Linked DNA regions of Mus musculus: all the other regions are linked to region 1. The links are chromatin contacts, called in public HiChIP or PLAC-seq and capture Hi-C maps. All regions are on one chromosome and are shown on one strand. The core of a region is the stretch at or near the end of the contact, and the rest is flanking DNA. Distances in the headings are between cores, read along the strand shown.

Evidence for each region. HiChIP or PLAC-seq counts read pairs in DNA pulled down with a chosen protein or histone mark. Capture Hi-C pulls out chosen DNA fragments and counts their contacts.
Region 2: a capture Hi-C map of embryonic tail shows a contact between it and region 1, with 4 times the contacts expected there. The contact joins two enhancer-like sites. A contact is called at or near these places in 2 of 484 Hi-C or Micro-C datasets (cranial neural crest and embryonic fibroblasts), 1 of 115 datasets of contacts at active chromatin or transcription factors (bone marrow-derived macrophages) and 1 of 9 other capture datasets (embryonic tail).
Region 3: an H3K4me3 HiChIP or PLAC-seq map of forebrain shows a contact between it and region 1, with 19 times the contacts expected there. The contact joins the promoter of Dlx6 here to the enhancer-like site in region 1. A contact is called at or near these places in 16 of 39 promoter capture datasets (the C10 cell line, the HPC-7 cell line, the SN4741 cell line and 10 more), 1 of 15 datasets of contacts at CTCF or cohesin (embryonic stem cells), 38 of 484 Hi-C or Micro-C datasets (B cells, Th1 cells, bone marrow-derived macrophages and 19 more), 21 of 115 datasets of contacts at active chromatin or transcription factors (SST interneurons, VIP interneurons, craniofacial prominence and 12 more) and 4 of 9 other capture datasets (adipose tissue, embryonic tail, liver and 1 more).

Annotation. Positions count from the first base shown.
Region 1 is chr6:6,004,202-6,008,494 of GRCm38.p6, forward strand. It overlaps Dync1i1 (dynein cytoplasmic 1 intermediate chain 1), which reads left to right. Exons shown (of 17, transcript NM_010063.4): 15 at 2,069-2,209. Among named protein-coding and RNA genes, the nearest start is that of 1700019G24Rik, 29 kb to the left of the region's middle. Within about 2 kb of position 2,085, at least 95 of the 459 cell types and tissues checked have an H3K27ac peak or open chromatin away from gene starts, as enhancers often do. A contact at or near this core is called in SST interneurons, VIP interneurons, bone marrow-derived macrophages and 13 more, where this site is marked.
Region 2 is chr6:6,656,655-6,660,888 of GRCm38.p6, forward strand. All of the region lies in intron 2 of Gm20618 (a long non-coding RNA gene), which reads right to left. Among named protein-coding and RNA genes, the nearest start is that of Gm20618, 24 kb to the right of the region's middle. Within about 2 kb of position 1,552, at least 11 of the 459 cell types and tissues checked have an H3K27ac peak or open chromatin away from gene starts, as enhancers often do.
Region 3 is chr6:6,862,003-6,866,450 of GRCm38.p6, forward strand. It overlaps Dlx6 (distal-less homeobox 6), which reads left to right and starts at 1,332. Exons shown (of 4, transcript NM_010057.2): 1 at 1,332-1,825; 2 at 3,076-3,269. The coding sequence starts at 1,378. All of the region lies in intron 1 of Dlx6os1 (distal-less homeobox 6, opposite strand 1), which reads right to left. Dlx6os2 (distal-less homeobox 6, opposite strand 2) reads right to left here and starts at 3,148. Exons shown (of 1, transcript NR_002839.2): 1 at 1,795-3,148.

The DNA of each region.
Region 1 (4,293 bases), core at 835-3,334:
ATCACCTCTTTAAATCACACGTCTTTAGCTGTTAATGACTAAAAGAAATATGTTGCATTCTCTATTAGTGGCCAGTTAGGTATAAAATCAAGAGTCTGTGGTGACATTCTTTTTTAAACAAAGAGTCAGATTGTAATATACACGATGGTCAGTGAGAAACACCAGCTATTTCGTACTTTCTTTTGGATAAATAAGGCAAAATGATACAATCATGCTATCAGGTAATAATTTGATACTTGGATTGTCTAAAAAAGTATGAATTATCTAATATAAACAATGAGAAGAAGGCATAAGCAGTAGCTGATAAACAAATAATTTTGGTTTCTAGTCATATGACAGAAATGAGATTTAAAACATGTTTATCTAGAAATTACAGAATAATAATATTACATCACTATAAAACAAATGTTTAGTTTGTTCCTTCTTGGTGTTTCAATGGTGGGTATTTTTTTCAAATTATATTTCCTCAGAAATACTTTTGAAGTTAAAAATATGACGCATCTATCTCTTTAAAAAACATCACACACAAACTCACACACACTCAAACACAAATACACACACACACACACACACTAGTTTATCTACAATCTGTGCTGCCCTAATCTATCTAAACTTTGTTTGCATCAAACCAGTTACTTTTACGCGTCAAGGAAATGCAAATAATGGAAGTTACAGTCACTCCCCTAACACGTCGGTGCATTCGGTTTCAGTTTAAGAACTGTGGGTTTGCACTGATTCTCGCCGCTCTAATCTCAGCCCATGTACTGTGGGCATCTCGCATTCACAAGCAGCACACATTGGCAGTTCTCGCTGATAACTTGGAGCGGATTCCCTACAGATGAGTTCTTTGAATATCCAAGGCAGAAAGGATTTGATTGTTACATTGTATGTTATCTTTTCTTGATCTTAAGGCCCTGGCCTGTGTAGACATTCCACAGAGCCTGAGAAGAGAGTGCAGACAGCTGACTGGAGGAAGAAGACAAAAATTCCCATTGTTTAGATTTCTGTCAGAGGATATAAGAATAGTTAATTTCTTTTATCTCTAGGGCTTTCATTATCATTTAAATTTCATTTTACATTAATTGATCAGGGATTAGTAAAGCCATTATGCAGAAATTAGAATAAGACAAGCCAGATGGAATGAATAATTCATAAAGTCCAATTACGTTTTATTTCTGGTGTACTTTCAAACTTGCCTCTGACTTCTGTGCTATTTTGATGTGACAATATTCGCTGGAAATCAAGTGTGCCATTTTAATTTATTATATCCCTCTGGAGTGGAGGCATTTGTATGCAGTGGAAAAATGCTCTGTGTTTCCCCTCAGAACATCAACTGTAGGGGTCTTGGAAATCCTTGGTGATTTAGAAAGGAAGTCATATTTTCTGTGTAAGTTCAGAGGTTCTAGAATGAGCCACATTGCTCCACTTGGTTCTGGCGAACTAACCCCATACAGGGAGGCTAAGGTCTTGAGTGGAGAGATTTCCACTTTTCTGTAAGAGCGCAAACCCGCATTTAAAGGTATTTGTCTCCTTCCCTCGCCGCACAAAAAGAGTTAAAATATGAATTTGGCCTGCAGTTGGACTGGAAGAAGCCATCGTTGCTGCAGCGACAAGGGAGGTCCACGAGGTGGCAGACGTTGCCTTCGGTGCAGAGCCAGGGTCGCCAGGGACCGCCCGGGCTTCGGAGCATGCCAGCAGGTCCAAGCCCCTCAGCCCACTGCTGGGTTCAGGCTCCCGCGACCTGCATGCACAGCTTGGCCTGGCAAGAATTCCGAGCTAATGGCAGTCGCGTCCACCTGTCTGGAATGTCGCTTACAACTGTGTCTGAAACCGCCTCGCTCCGCGGGTCCCGGCCCCGGCCCATTCAAAGTACACCCCACCCCCGGGGATTTATTTATGCCACTGGACAGTTGTAGTCACATTAAAGCTCCGGTTCACCTTCTCGAGGACTTTCATCTCGGGAAGTTTTATGACACTTGGTGAATGTGCAAAGTTTTTAATTAGGCTCTCTAGACAGCCCGAGGCGGCGGCAGCGCCACTAAGTCTTCACGGTCTCTCTGCTTTACAGCACAACAAGCCGCTCTACTCCTTTGAAGACAATGCAGACTATGTGTACGATGTCATGTGGTCCCCCGTGCATCCCGCGCTCTTTGCCTGCGTGGACGGGATGGGGCGCTTGGACCTCTGGAACCTCAACAGTGACACCGAGGTGAGCGACAGGCGCCCGGGCCCAGGGATGGGAAAGGGGGACCCGGGTCACTCTGCAGTCTGGTCCTTCGTGGGGGGGGGGGGAGCCTTTTGTGGACAGACCCTACAATTGCCTCTGGGTACAGTCCATTGCCCCCACTCTCAACCCCCAATTCTTGACTTCCCAGAAGGGAACCAACAGATGCATTGGCCAAAACTCCATGTCACTTCATCCCTAAACTGTACCAGATCTTAGACAGTTAACGACTCTGCCCCACACACATCTTTTCCCCCAACAGCACAAAGTGTGTTCACACTTTTCCCTAAGGGGAAGGACACATCGTGTTGAAATAACTTTATTGGCAGAGACTTGGAAAAGTAAGCTTTTGTGGGTGCTGTTTTTAGACTGGATTATTGAAATGAGGTTACTCTGTCAACGCTGGCTATTTGTACAATTTCTGTTTCGACTCCATTGAAGATGGTTCTCTACACTGCTTTCTGTTTAGTTCTACCATCCATTTGATTTATTGCTATGGAAATATTCCTTGTCTACAATATTGAACTCAAAGGCCATAGTGTCTAAGTTTATACATGTATGCAAAACTCAATTCGTCTTTAAAATGGGATTTTAACGTGTCACATTTAAAGTCATTCACAAGATAAAATAGGCATCTATTTAAAAAAAAAACAGTTGATAACAAAATGAATATTTTTGAGGATGTCATCTGCTTTGTTCCTCTTCTTTCAATCCCTCAAAAGTATCGAGGGCCTAACTCAGGGCCTTGGGAATGATGTTGTTGCCAGGGACCGTGTTACATGACTATTTTATGTCCTAAAATGGCCTCTGCATCATTTCTTGGTTTTTGGTTCCGGTACAAATACCCAGGTAAAGATTCCATGGGACAAGGTATATATATATGTCAAGTAAAGCAGGCCTTTTGAAGTTCTTGGCGCAGGAAGCCATTCAGCCTTTGTAATTAAGGATCCTAAGGCTGGAGGACATGAAGGAGAAGCACAGAAGGCTAGGACTTTTTGTGGGAGGGGACAGGGGAATTTCCTTTGGGTGGTGTTGTGTCTGGGTACCTATAAGTGCACAGTTACCTGTGACTATCACCAGACAAATGTGTTTCTATCGCGGCCATTTTTCCTTTTACCTCCAAGAACTATGGGAAAAGAAAGTTACGTAATGAACTATGTTTGAAAATGATCAGAAGGCACGAGTGAGATGCCCATCACTGAGATGTTTATAGCATCACTGCATTTAAGAGTAAGATGCTATTACCTTACCTTGTAATGCTTTCCCAAAGTCTTTCATCACTGTTGATTAAAATCATATTGCTTCTATTTGCTAGAAGAAACTCACTCAAAGCAAATTAAAAAAAAAAAAAACAAAAACAAAAACCTCTTTCCAGATTGACTCGGGAGTGTGCTATATCAGAAAGCAGGCCTGGCTGGGATGCTTCCATGACACCCGGCTCCAAAGTGTACAAAGGGATGTAGTGGCCCACAACCTACTTAATAACTTCCACCTCTCGATCTCTCTCCTCTCTCCATAAAAGGAAAGCTATATCTTGACACTGGCTTTTCTTTCTATAGGTATCAAAGAGAGAAACTCAGGGAAGTTTTGTGCTTAACATTTAAAAACTCATGGTTGGTCATACATACAGTTGAGTCCAGGACCTCACAGTTACAAACTTTTTTTTTTTTAGATTTAAGTGAGATTAGGAAATAGATTTTTAAAAGACAGAGAGAGCCTATATTCCCCATCTGCTTTGTTGTTCTTGAAATTATTGTAGTTTTAAACCAAATTGTCACCTCCACCCCCACCCCTCGGCGAAAATGGCTATTTACCCTTGATGCAAGCGACTCTTACTGCTTAGTAATTTATGCTATATACATCTTGTATTTGCAATTAAAATGACTGTGCCATAAAAACATGAGAATACTTATGAAATCAAAGTTGGAAGTAAGGCACATGCAAAGAGCGTGCAGATTATTTTAATACAGATTTCCGCATTTGAGCTTCAAATGCCACAAATTATTACAGATATATTTTCCTTCATGTACTCATTAATTTTTAGCATATAAAATATGATAGCATGTTTT
Region 2 (4,234 bases), core at 302-2,801, 650 kb after region 1:
AAAAAAAATGTACAGAAGAGAGTTAAATTTGTAGTCTCCTCAAAGAGCAATCATTGTTCCTATTGTTATTTTGGGGTTTATACCTCCTCCTTCCAAATAACAGTCTGGCATAAAAATTCAATACTCAAGGAAAAGGTTTTGGGGACAGCATAATAACTATATATTAACACTTCCCCCAACCTCCACACCTAACTGCTTTCCTTTAAATATCAAAACGAGAAAGCTAGGAAGGAAATAATTACAATAGACCATTTACAGCACTGGTATTTCCACAAGTCTAAGTTTATTGTTCCAAACAATAAGCCCAGCAACCCAGGGAGGGAAAGAATTAGCTCTAAATACATTCAGTGAATTTTCTTACAGGCAAGCCTGAGGGGTGGACATGTTTGTCACAGCAAAGGTGAAAGCCAGATGAAATGTAGTTAAAGTCTAAATTTGCACTGATTTTATCTTAAATTCTTCTTTAAAGACTCTTCCTTCCTTCCTTCCTTCCTTTCTTCCTTCCTTCCTTCCTTCCTTCCTTCCTTCCTTCCTTCCTTCCTTCCTTCCTTCCTTCCTTCGAGTTTCAGTCATCTTACAGTTGTTTAAGAAGTACCAACTGGCACGGCAGATACAAAACTGAACAAGTCACCGATCTCAAGGAGAGTCTATCAGGAAAGATCCAGGACTATAAATACAATGGGCAGCCCAGTGAGTAAGTTCTGAGTCAAAGACTACACCCAAAGTTCGGGAAAGACGCCCTGAAAGGAAGAGAATCAAGACAACAATGAGCAACAGATACTTTCTTTAAATCGCAAACCTCTAGAGAGATCACGTTTTATCTGGCAAACCTAGAATTGCTGTGTCCTTACTGTGCGATTTTGCATGCTTCCCTGTGCCCCGGTTACCTATCTTCTAGTTAATTATCCTTGCTTGCCTCCTGCATAACAACTCATGCAGGACTGGTGACAGAGAGGGTGGGATATGGGAAGTGTAGATAACTGAGTTCTTTGAGAAGGAAATATGCTATAAAAACATCCAGCATCCTTATAATTCTGAGTAGTAACATTTAGATAATTATCATATATGCTGCACCTCTGTGAGCATGTGGTTTGCTTTTTTATAGGCAGACAAGTGCTGATGTTGATTTTCTCTAATAACTTTGGAAGTAATTTTAATCCTACATTACAGAACATAATAATCTTTAGAGTAGGTTAAATCCCTCCGTATTTGAGTAGATTTTGTTATTTACCAAGGTCTTAGGCAATTTCACCACAATGATAAAAAGCAGCACCTTAGTGAGCCCCACTTTCTCCTTGAGAATCTGGAACACAGTTTCACAGACAGGGCAACACCTTCTGCAAAACAAACAACATTTGGGGTGTGTGTGTGTGTGTGTGTGTGTGTGTGTGTGTGTGTGTGTGTATTTGATGGAGCCTGGGGCTTGCCAATGAGAGCTGGGAACGAGCTGAGACTGGCTAGCATACCTGAGGCAGCTGTTACACAGTGGCGCCTGGATTCTTCTCAGGCTGCTGGCTGGCTCCCCTGTTCCTCCTCCTCCTTTCATGGCCTCTCTAACTCTACCCCTTACTGTCTTTCTTCCTCCTGCTGAGGCCTTGGTGATTCCCATGGCCCGAGACTCTAGCCTAGTCCTGCTGCCAGACATTCCAAGGCTGTCTGGCTGAGGAAAGGAACCCACACTGGTCTGGTCAGGCCATGAAGTCAAAGAGAAAAATGACCCTCAGTTTTCTTATCTGTTTCATCTTTTCTTTCTCCTATTCATTTTTTTTTTCCTTCTTATTCTTAGTTTTCTTGCTGGAGATTAGCCATACATTGTCATGGCAACCAGGGAAAGTGACAGTTTGAGGAAGATAGGCTCCTAAGTCCTGAAACTTGCCTCAGGCTTTGTCAACAAGACATTGTCTATCAACTTGACCAGTGATTTGCCAAAGTGCCAGGCATTCCCTAATAAAGAGCAGCCTGTTGAAGGAGCCTATGGGAATCCTTCCTTTCCTCATGTAGATGAGGCTGCTCACCTTCAGGAGATGCTAAAGCAGGCAGGTTGCACAGTGTTTAACTCTGGGATTTAAGACCACGAGGAAACTTTCTTTTTTTCTGTTGTTTTGTTTTTTTAGTTTAATCTGGCTTTCCATGATTTAAGGTAATTTCCCCAAAGGCTGGGACTGGGACTGGACACAATTCGTATAGTGAACCAAGATGAAATAAAACTATGACAACACCAAACAAGCATGGGGAAATTCAAAGACCCCATACCCCTGAAGACCAGGTTCCCTGAAAAAAGACAGAAGCTATGCATCCTCCATGAAATGACTAATGATATTTATCCTGAGAGACTCTGGTAACAGTTTTTCAACTTGGGCCCACTGACAGAAGAAAGCAATTACTTATGGTTATACTTTTTTTTTTTTTAATTTGACAAAGATCACAATCATGGTGGATTAGGTCCATTTAATATCTCAATTAATAAGCCTTCTACAATAGTAACATGTCAACTTTGGTTCACCAAATCCACCCCAGTTGATAATCATCCAGGAAATGTCTTTCATGCTTCCATATTAAATTTAATCTGCACCCTGCTTTATAAGACCTTGTATTCCTGTGTTGGAAAAAATATGCTTATTTTATTATTCCAACTTAACAGCTTGCTTAGCAAAGTTGATAGGTAGGAGTTTAGGAGATATTCAGTGAATACCTACTTTGTATATTTACAAAAGAAGCAGCTGTAAGGGAGTTACCCGGCGGCAGCAATTTTTTTTTTTTTGTCCCACTGTTCTCCTATTGGTTTTCCATTCATTCAGCAGATTTATCTGTCATGAAGAATTTAAGTTTCATATTTTCTTCTGTCGGTTTGAAAAGGCCTGTCAGCTGGGGCTTACACTACCGTTTGCCAAAAGGCCTATAGCACACAATGACAATACAATCTTATATTTGTGCTTCCTAGTCTCCGGATAATCCTCCACTTTCTTCCTGTGCAGCCCGGTTATGATCAGGCTTAAGTTGCATATTCTGCTTTTAGCCAGATTCTGCTGATAAATGCTATCAGCAAGACTGAAATGAAACACATCAGGCCTAGCTCTTATTACCAGTATAGAATATGCCTTGAGCGTTTTGTGTGCTATGCAGAGACATTATTTGTACGAAACTTTAATTTGCAGAAACAAAACAAAAGGACGGCTAATGGCATGGCTCTTATCTGCATTTTTTTCAATGCTCCAAGACCCTTGTATCCATATACATGGAAATTCAGATCTCCTCTTCATACACCTTATATTAACATTCCATGGAGATGTGCCTGAGAAACCAAAGTAAATGATTTCTGGAGAGGATGTAGTTTTAAGAAAAAAAAATGTACTCTTACCATTATTTATCAATATCTTCACATAGGAGACTCTTTGTTCTTGACATTTACAAGTGATCTAATGTGATTTACATCCCCCCTCTTCGCATACAGCAGCTACCACATTTCCTTACATGGAATTGTAGAACTACTAGGAAGCTACAAACCCTTTTTTTTTTTATAACTCACTGGGATTTGTAGCAAACTTCGAAAGCTTGCTGTGTTAGTAAGATGCATCCTTGCCTCAGCCAAGGAGAGGAAGGGGTTATCACGGCTCTGGGAACTCAGGAGTGGAACAAAAGCTGGCAGTCTGACGCCAAAATAACATCCCAGTGAAAAGCGAAATTGCTTCTAAGGCAAAATTGCCTCATTTGAAAATTGTAGTGATACTGAGAACAATTATGTCACTTAAACTTTCACAATTTTGTTTTTATCAATCAATTATAAGGCTATCATGTGGTTTAAATGCAATTATTTAATAAGGGCATTTCTAACAGTCCAACATAATCAGTTACACTTTGGGCAAGCTCTCCTCTGAGGCGTTTTCTGTTAGTGTCTAAGAGTTTCCTATGGTAATAAATACTTTTTGAAAAAGCCAAATAAAATCCTTGTTTTTCAGAAAGGTTCCCTCCATACTCCATAGTAAATCATTTTCCCCAGCTGAAAATTGAATTTCAGAAACACCCTTACCTACCCACCCCTAGCCACCCCTCCCTTAGAAACTGAACATACAACAGAATCACATGAAGCAGGGGGCGGGGAGAACACATTCCTAACCGTCTGGGAAGTGAAGACTGGTTCTTTAGGAGTCATGGTAACGTTGAGTGTGTTTTCAGCTAAGAAAGCTATGAAGTCCAGGGAGGAGATGGTGGCATGGGTTCAATTACCTGAAGGAAC
Region 3 (4,448 bases), core at 82-2,581, 860 kb after region 1:
TGATTAGAACTCTAATTGCCTCCTTCCAGAAAGTAAAAATAACTGTAAAACGACTCTATTTTTATCATTAACAATGTTGACAATAAAATAAAATCAATTGGAATTGTAATCGAGAGACAAATTTAGGACGAAGGCACTTTTACTTGGGTAGTTTATATTGTAATCAAGATTTGCCAAACCACTAACCGCATGTATCATTTGCATATATTTGAAAGCATTACAGTAGCTTCTGTTTTCAATAGGAAGAAAATGCATTCCTGTCAGCCCTCCAACGACTCTCGCTTTCAGAGCAGGCTGCTGCGTTCTGGGGGTAGTTGGTATTCCTCCTCTGTTGAGGGGGGGGGGGTCAATATATAGGAACTAGGGCCGAAAACAACAGGAATCTCAACAGAGCAGGGTCTGATTTTTCTTTCTTTACTATCCCCGACCCTTGCCATGAGTTGGAGCCCAGATATAGAGGTTTTTCTTCCATCAATGGCATTAATAAAGTACTTCTGGAAAAACCCACAGTGCAAAAGTGCTCCCTTGGGAGTAGAGTTGGGGTCCTGAGGGAGGGGGAAAGTCAAGTGAAGGGGGGGGGATCTGGTTTTAAATGCTAGGGCCACTGCTTCTGAACACAGGCAACCTGAAAGGGTGCAAATGAATTGAAAGCGATCAGCCTCCAGCCAGGCTATTCCGAGTCTCCAAGCCTGGAAACAAGGGCTTGGAGCAGGGTTGGAGCTTCGACAGGATGCGTCTGCAGCCTACCGGGCGCCTCCCTCCACCGCTGCTCCCCTTTAGCTCCGGGCGGCCCCAGGTTGCACCTCTGGGCTGAGCTTGTAGTTAGTTGCTTAAGGTAGGCGAAGAACTCCACAAGCAGCGCACACGCCAGTAGAAGCGGTGCGCCTGTGACGTCAGGGGGCGACTGACCAATAGGAAGGCGCTGCCCTTTGGAGACAAACCATTCGACTCGTGGCGTCTGCATCAAGTCTGAAAGCAGACGCGCAACTTTCGCAGAATCCACCTTAAAATCTCTGCTTTAAACTGCACCAGCCCCCAAAAATCCAAGGGGGGAAAAGCAAGGGGGGGGAGAAGAGAGCAGATTCCCCCTCCCCCCTCTCCTCTCCCATCCCTCCCCCTTCCTCCTCCCTTTGGGTTAACAAGGCCCTGCTCACTATATCTCTTTATATTAAATATATATATGTATATATTAGAGAAGAGTGAGGAAGAGAACCACCTCTGCCCCCTCCTTTAAATTTTTTTTTATTTTTTATTTTTTTTATTTTTTTGCAAGGATCCCGGGAGCTAAGGTGGCTGCAAAGGGGAGAGCGGTGCGAGCCAAGTGGGGGAGGGTGAAAGAAACCCGGGAGAAGGCTTTCTCCAGCCCCCAAAGTTTTGATGATGACCATGACTACGATGGCTGACGGCTTGGAAGGCCAGGACTCGTCCAAATCCGCCTTCATGGAGTTCGGGCAGCAGCAACAGCAGCAGCAGCAACAACAGCAGCAGCAACAGCAGCAGCAGCAGCAGCAACAGCAGCCGCCGCCGCCGCCACCGCCGCCGCCGCCGCAGCCGCACTCGCAGCAGACCTCCCCGGCCATGGCAGGCGCACATTACCCTCTGCACTGCTTGCACTCGGCCGCGGCGGCGGCGGCGGCGGCCGGCTCCCACCATCACCACCACCAGCACCACCACCACGGCTCGCCCTACGCGTCGAGCGGAGGCAACTCCTACAACCACCGATCGCTCGCCGCCTACCCCTACATGAGCCACTCGCAGCACAGCCCTTACCTCCAGTCCTACCACAACAGCAGCGCGGCCGCCCAGACGCGCGGGGACGACACAGGTGAGAGGCCGCTTAGGCAGCTAGCTTCGCCCGCCTCCCCACTGCCTCCGACCCCTCCCGCCCCGCTCACTTCCTCCACGCCGGGGCCTCCGCCGGCCCCCTCCTGCGGGCGGCCCCGTGCGCCCCCAGTCGGGCCCCGTGGGCTCCCGATCGCCTGGCGCCTGCCTGCCGGCCTCTCCCTGCCCGGCCCCTTCCCGCCGCCGTGGACCCCCGGCTGGCTCACCCCGAGGCCCGCTGGCTCCTCCGCCTCCTGCTTGTGGTTCCCATTGAGCCTCCAGGCTGTGCCCTAGCCTGGCTCTACGGTCCCCACTGCGCCCTCCAGCCCACCAGGTCTGTGTGCCCTCTACCTTGTCCCTTCCCTCTCTGCTGGGACCCGCATTTATCAGAACTGGAGACAATTCTGGGCCAGGACTGAAGGGCTAGTTAAGGCTTCCCATCTCAACGCTGGGAGAGCGGTGGCCTACTTTGCCTGGGGCACTTGGTGCCCCTTGGTGACTTGGAACGAAGCTGTTGCAGCCGATAGATACTAGTGACATTGGGTTTTGTCTTTTGTTTTTGTTTTGCTTTTAAAATCTTCCCTCGTGGGCTTTGAGGTGTCCCCCCCACGTCCCCAGACCTGGCTCCCTCTCTCTGGGTTTTCAGTAGTACTTTGGCTGCTCCTTTGTTCTTGGAAGTGAAGCAGAGGGCCTGGGGTTGATAGCTCTCCGTTGTCCAGAGAGTCTCAGCCTGCTCTGGAGCTGCTCTGAGCTCCTGGTTGTGTTCTGTGTCTGGGCTTTGATACACGCGAGCAGAATCATTTCAAACATACAGAAGGGACTTAAAGCACTAAGCTTGCAGCTGGGTGACACAAAACTAACTGGTCACATAAACAACCGGGTGGTTCTGGTATAGCTTTAGGCGTTGGGAAAAGCCAGGCCAAGAAACCGCTCTCGGGCCCAGAGAAGAGAAGCCTTACAGCGCCACGGACTTCGGAAAGCGGCCTGCGCTGTCTCCGCTGTTGCGGAGCGTCTCTTTTATGCCCCGGGCTTCCTAGATTCGATCCACTATCATAATGCATTGTTAGTGTTGGAGACACGGTCGGAGGGAAGCTTTCACAGCCTCTGGGGGCACGTGCCCACAGTGGTATAGCGGGGATATTACGAGGAACTCTTTTTAAACTTGGGAGAAACTCCTTGCCAGCCTTGTCACATGAAGGGAGAAGGCAGTAGTGGCCTCGCGGGTGACCACTCCTCTGTGTCATTTGCTTACAGATCAACAAAAAACGACAGTGATCGAAAACGGGGAAATCAGGTTCAACGGAAAGGGGAAAAAGATTCGGAAGCCTCGGACCATTTATTCCAGCCTGCAGCTCCAGGCTTTAAACCATCGCTTTCAGCAGACTCAATACCTGGCCCTTCCCGAGAGAGCCGAACTGGCTGCTTCCTTAGGACTGACACAAACACAGGTAATTCCCGGGAAGCCCAAGTACCCCTGAAATGCTGGCCCTGCTTGATAACCGTGCAGAGAGCATACCAGGAGGAATTCTTGGCCTAGTCAACCAAGGATGGAAGGAGCTAAATGACAAATGCCCGTGCTCCAGTTGTGCACTTTCCTGGGATCACACAGTTTGGAACAAATGACATGGTATTGAATACTGAATTGGATTTGCATATACACCAACCCTCTGCGACCCCAGCTGAGCCTAGGATCTTTTGGTGAACAAATTCAATCAAATCTTATTCCAGAGCAGAATAACACGAAGTAGAACAAGTGTGTGTGTGTGTATGTGTGTGTGTGTGTGTGTAGTATCCAGCTAAGAAGCAAAATAAGGCCTTTCTTAAGGACCCTTTAGTGACCCTTAGGAATTAATATTAATTTCAACTCATTGTCATAGGAAGGAAACTTATGAGCTGAGACCAGGAGCAAAAGTTAGACTCTAGCAGCTTAATAAAGACATCCATGTGTAAGCCATTCACTCCGGGATGGGTAAGACAGGACTTTCTGAAGATTGCATTAAGCTCTGTAGTTGAATCATTCTGGTACCAAATAGTGCAGGCTGAGGTACCTCCCTGGAGCACAGAACTTGACAGAATTGAGAAACAAAGAGAATGTTCCCCAAATCACGGCCTGGGACACCACAGATAATAAACAGTCCTGCTGACCTGAAAAGTATACTGGACATTTCAGATTTCACAGAAAGGGGCCCATAGGTGAGTATATCAGCCTGCACTCAAAAGCCAGCAGTCAAGAGAACTGCACGGGATGCTAAGGCCTCTTCTGATGGGCATCATCTTCATCCAGCAAGGGTCTAATAAGACAGTAGCCAAGACCTTACAGAATGGTGTCTTCAGGCCGCGTCCCTGAACTCTTCTCACTTACCCTGGTTTCTACTGCATGTTGCCACTGAAAATGTATGAGGTTTGCTATGAAAGGGCTCTAGATGCTCCGTGACTCGTATTCTTGGGAAAATAGATTCTGGAATTGTAAAGGTAATGCTACATTGTAGGTTTCCTTTCATCTAGAGATTTGGGTTGTTGACTTAAATAAGCTGCCAACTTAGATTCCTGATTCTGTAGTTGTCAGAAGCCTTTTGACTTTTAGTAGCTACCCCAACAATCATGTGATGATTGATGACTTCTGTTTG